Regions from separate parts of the Mus musculus genome. Here region 1 is linked to region 2. A link is a contact called in public HiChIP or PLAC-seq data. All regions are on one chromosome and are shown on one strand. The core of a region is the stretch at or near the end of the contact, and the rest is flanking DNA. Distances in the headings are between cores, read along the strand shown.

The links. HiChIP or PLAC-seq counts read pairs in DNA pulled down with a chosen protein or histone mark.
Region 1: a FOXA1 HiChIP or PLAC-seq map of pancreatic cancer cells shows a contact between it and region 2. The contact joins the promoter of Nap1l4 here to the promoter of Kcnq1 in region 2. A contact is called at or near these places in 4 of 39 promoter capture datasets (the 3T3-L1 cell line, cranial neural crest, embryonic stem cells and 1 more), 3 of 115 datasets of contacts at active chromatin or transcription factors (bone marrow-derived macrophages, pancreatic cancer cells and stem cell-derived neural progenitor cells) and 5 of 9 other capture datasets (adipose tissue, embryonic stem cells, liver and 2 more).

What each region holds. Positions count from the first base shown.
Region 1 is chr7:143,547,740-143,550,439 of GRCm38.p6, forward strand. It overlaps Nap1l4 (nucleosome assembly protein 1-like 4), which reads right to left and starts at 1,381. Exons shown (of 16, transcript NM_008672.3): 1 at 1,303-1,381.
Region 2 is chr7:143,105,921-143,108,620 of GRCm38.p6, forward strand. It overlaps Kcnq1 (potassium voltage-gated channel, subfamily Q, member 1), which reads left to right and starts at 1,334. Exons shown (of 16, transcript NM_008434.2): 1 at 1,334-1,821. The coding sequence starts at 1,439.

The DNA of each region.
Region 1 (2,700 bases), core at 131-2,630, 440 kb after region 2:
TAAGGGGGGGGGTTGAGACCGACAACTGAGTTTTACAGCATCTACTTTAGTTAAAATGATACAGCTGTAGACTACCCGACAGGTGAACTATACTCTAGTCCTATCAAAGCCCTGCTTTCTCTGAATCTTACTGTTCATCTGAATATTTGTTTCAATACGTTATTTATTTAATAATAAACATTTATTATTAAAACTGAGCCAGATTAAATCTATTTGAATTTAGATGCAAGGTACCATCACACTTAACCTATCAGGGACTTAATTTGCAATACAGGTCGAATACTCCTATACCAAAAAAAAAAAAAAAAAAAGAAGAAGAAGAAAAGAAATCAGAACGTCCCAAAACCCACTTCTTTTCGAGCACATTTTGGATTTCCAGATTAGGTACGCTCATCTGTCAGACCTACAAATATTCCACAAACCGAACCACTTCAAAACCCAGGCGTTTCTTGCTAATGCACAGTCAGCCTGTTGCACCTACATCACGTACTATTGTGAATGAGTTAAGACACGTCAGGAGCTTAAAGGAGCCCCTGGTGTGTAGTAAGCGGAGATTAGTCACCGAGAGGAAGCAACTACTATGACAGGAAGGCGGCAGTAACTTAAAAGCATTTAACTTTTGGACCAAAAACTTAAACTTGAGTCTTTTTGCTGTGGAATATGCATATGCTCGTTACCGCAGCGCACGCGCCGGAAGCTACCGCGGAAATTCCTCCAAGAGGCAGCGAAGCAGAGTTGGAGGAAGTGCGGGCCAACTTGCCCCAAGGATACCCTCGGAAGAAGGGGTACTGCTGACGACCCTGAACCCGTTAGGGGCGCCCGGGTCTGAAGGCTCAGTGTGTGTCACTAGGCTGGCTCCGCCTCCACCGCAGGCTCAGAGAGTGAGGTCTGGCTCAGAGACCGGGGCACTGTGCGGAGAGCATGCAAAGCCCGGAAGGGCGAGGCGGCGGCCCAGTAGACCCCTTCCTTCCCAGGCGCGGTCTGAGACGAGGCGTACCCAGGCCCACCTCGCTGGGGAGGCCTTGTCCTCTCAAGGAACCGCCTGCGCCGCTTCGCGTGGGTTCTCGGGCGGCGGGAACAAAGCGCGCTGACCTTCAGCCGGGGGCGGGGCTGCACGGAGGAGGGACCGGCCCGCCATCCGCCGCCACCCGCCACCCGGACCTCTGACCCGGTCGCCGCCCGCCTCTGCTCGCCGCCATGGCGCGTCGGCCTGCCCGCGCCGCCCACTCCTCCCCGTCTCCGCCTCCTCCGCCCCAGTCCCTCGCCAGCCGCCCGCCGCGCCGTTACCCGCCAGCACCGCACCTCGCGCCTCCTGCGGCAGTGGCGCCTGTCCTAAGCTCGCTCCGGGGCTGCACCGCCGTGGTCGCCAACAAAACCACCTGCCATTGGCCGTATCGCCGGGCTCCACCCTCTGCGAGCAAAACGGGCGACGAATGGACAATAGAGCTGTTTATCAACTGCACCAGGCACTAGGAAAGGCGGTATCCAATCAAAATCTGTTGAGGGAGCACGGCGTCCAGCCTAAGCCCGCGAGCTATATGTAGTTAGAGTAGTGACGTGTGTTCCGGCGCACGCGCAGTTCGTGCTTCTTTAAAGGGGCTGCTGGGCGCGCGTGTAGGACTTTGGGCTTGTTACAACCTCTAGGGTTTGAGCTTCCTGGACCACATCGGCAACGCTCTTTCCAGATTACTTACAACTCCCTGCCTTCCCCCGGCCTGGGAAAAGCACCGCCTACTTCTCAAGGCCTTCTGACCCTCTGTCTACAGTGCCTGCCTGGCATGGGACTACCCTTCTGATAGAAAAGTTCAGCACATCTGTACTGGCTGGTTTTGTGTGTCAATTTGATACAAACTAGAGTTATCTGAAAGGAGGGAGCTTTGAGAAAATGCCTCCATAGGATCCAACTGTAAGGCATTTTCTCAATGATTGGTGGGAGAGGACCCAGCCCATTGTGGGTAGTACCACCCCTGGGCTTATTGGTGGTGTCTGTAAGAAAGCAAGCTGCACAAGCCAGTAAGCAGCACCCCTCCATGGCCTGTGCATCAGCTTCTGCCTCCAGGTTCCAGCCCTGCTTGAGTTCCTATCCTGACTTCCTTCAGTAATGAACAGCAATATAGACGTGTAAGCCAAATAAACCCTTTCCTCCCTAACTTGCTTTTTGGTCATGGTGTTTTCATTGAAGCAATAGACAACATCTGATAAGAATAAATAACTTGCTTGCAGATAATGTGTGTTTTCCTAACAAATTCTACGAACAGGGCAGTTGGAAACAAAGCTGGGTATGGTGCAACATGCATGCCTTCAATCCCAGTACTTCTGAGATAAGAGATACAGGTGACAGAATGAGCAGTTTGTCACTTCCAACTATGTAGCCAGTGTGGGGCCAGTCTGAGCAACATGCAACCCTGTCTGAAAAACAAAAACTTAAAATGAAGTGTGGTTACTGAAGGCCAGAAGGTCTACAGCATTGTTTTTCTGTATTACTTCTCTTTCATTCTTAAATTGGAACTATGTATAAACAGTTTCGCTTACAAAATTAAGGAAAGTAAATAAGCTCGTATGTTTTTACTTACATTTTTTTCTGACATACATTTTTTTTTCCTGACATTTTGATTGGTTAGTGGCTGGTTTTGCTTTTCCACGACAGGGTTTCTCTGTGTAGCCCTAGCTGTTCTGGAACTCGATCTGTAGACCAGGATG
Region 2 (2,700 bases), core at 84-2,583:
GCCTTTGATCCACCTGTTCTCGTATCCTTCCATCACTGCGATAAACACCAGGACCAAGAGCAGCTTGGGTGAGGAAAGGGTTTATTTCAGCTTACCAATTACAGCCCATCTTCAAAGGGGGGCCAGAGAAGGACCTCAACCAGGAACCTGGAGGCAGGCCTGCTCAATATTCTACATAGCACCAACTCCCATCAAAGAACTCATTCACAACCAAGGAAGTTGAGCAGAAAACCCAGAGGAGCGCTGCTTGCTTGTTTGTTTGTTCTCAGGCTCATGCCCAGCTACCTTTCTTATATAGCTTAGGCCCACCTGCCCAGGAAACAGACACGGCCCACAGTGGGCTGTGTCTTCCCACATCAACTAAGACAATCAAGACAATCTTCCTCAGACACACCCACAGTCTAATCCAATTTAGGCAGTCCTCCTACTGATTCCCTTCTCAGATGACCCTAGGCTGTGTCAAGTTGACAACTGAAGCTAACAGGACGGTATCTGAAAGTTATTCTTGTGAGTGGTGTGAGAGGTGGGTGTGGCGGATCACAGGAGAATGGGATTTTGGAATTGTCCTGGGATGCAGGTGCCCTTCCATCCCACACAAAGGCCAGTGTAGCAAGAGCCAGCTGCACAAACCTTCTGACTATCCTCACACCACCACGGGACATAAAGCTCCTTCTGTGTCACTCTGGAGAGGTACAAACTTAAAGGGAGTGTAAACATGTAAACGCTCAGGCAGCCCCGCGGGCGGTGTCTACCTGTAAAACCCGCAATCTAGCACTTGCCTTTGACCCCACTCTTAGTGAGCACCACTCTTGGTCTGTTCCCATCTCCTCCATCCCGCTGTCTTATGGGCTGCGATTAACTACTGGGAAGAGATTTTCGCATTCTCCGCCGCCAACAGAGGCTTCTGGACACCCAAGGGTGCTCAGTGTCCGCTGGGCTAACACTTCCTCATTCTGTGCCGGAAAGTGTCCATGCGTGGCCTGGGATGCCCTTTTCTGCCTCCCGCTCCCTCTCTAGGGTAGGTTCAGATAGCGAGAAAAAGGGTGCTTGTGATTCGTGGTGGTGGTATCTGCTGGTCCCAGGTTGGAGGACCCTAGAGCCAAGCAGGCGGGCGGTCCTCGGGGTGCGGGGAAGCACGTGCGCCCAGCAGGTGCGCCCAGCCCGGAACGCGGAGATAGCCTGACTTGGCTTGGCGGAGCAGGTAACCCGCTGGCTGAGCAAGGCCGCAGGTAGGCGCGCGGTGGCGCCCAGGGGCGGGGCGTCCTGGGGGCGGGACATGCCATCCCCGGGGACCAACCCCGCCCCCGCCCCCAGGCGGAGCAGACAGCGGCCCCCCGTGGCTGGGCTGGCAGCAGTGGCTACCCGCGCTGCGCCCTGCGCTCTGCGCTGCCTTCACCTCAGCTCCGAGGAGCAGCGGGGTCAGGGGTCCTGTCTGGCCATGGACACGGCCTCGTCCCCGCCCAGTGCTGAAAGGAAGCGCGCGGGTTGGAGCCGCCTGCTAGGCGCCCGGCGGGGCAGCGCGGTGGTCAAGAAGTGTCCCTTCTCACTGGAGCTGGCCGAAGGTGGCCCTGAGGGCAGCACGGTCTATGCGCCCATCGCGCCAACCGGAGCCCCCGGGCTCGCGCCCCCCATGTCGACCCCAGTGTCGCCCGCCCCGGCCCCTGCAGACCTCGGCCCACGTCCGCGGGTGAGCCTTGACCCGCGGGTCTCCATCTACAGTGCGCGCCGCCCGCTGCTGGCGCGCACCCACATCCAGGGCCGAGTCTACAACTTCCTCGAGCGCCCCACGGGTTGGAAGTGTTTCGTGTACCACTTCACCGTGTGAGTAACCTCCCTGCACGCACGACTCTTAGGGCTGGTGCCACTATGACCCTAGGGGAGGCAAGGAAGGGCTAATCACAGAAAGCAGAAACCAGACTGAGAGTCGGTCCCTTAAACTCAGGGACTCTGCTGTGGCTTGTGGAGGGGGACACTTGCAGTACACCAACCTAGGAGATCCCCCAGGGCATTCACTTGGGATAGAGGGACAGCGCTTAGATGTTAGTCTCTACAGGAGGAGTAAGCAAGCTGGAAGCCGACCTTTTGGTGTGGGTCAGTTGTGACAAGAGAGACTCAGGAGCCTCCAGGAGTGACTGGTGTCTGTGTGCAAGCCCATCCAGGCCTTGGCTGGTGTCTGTGTCTTAGGCACTCAGAGCAACAGGATAGATTAGCAGGTGCACTGGTGTTGCCCAAGATGTCCACAGGGAGTGCCCACAGCTTCAATAACCCAGGCTGATGAAAGCAGGCTTGATGCCCTGAGCGAGCCCAGTAGACATTGTCCGAGAACAGCACCTGCTTTAGGGAACAGGAGAGGGAGCTGAGCTGCACCTGGCCCTCACTGCTACCAGGTGGCTCTTATTCTCACAGGCTGCCTGAGAGGGGCAGGGCACTTCATTTTTCAAGGGCAGGGTCACAGAAAGTCATCTCCAGGAATGGGCTGGCTGCCCTCCTTGCTGCCTCCCCTGGCCACCTCGAGGCAGCACTTCCTGGCTGCCTAGTTTCTTGGTGCCCTGCCAGCCTCTGGCTCAGGATTCTACTCAACCGACCCCGCAGCTAATTGCTTTAGATGTTCCACTAGGTGACCTCCTTGTGGCTAGTCTTGCCACCTGGGCAGGGGAGGACCTCCACTGGTTGTCCAGAGGTCTGTTTATGCCTCTGAGG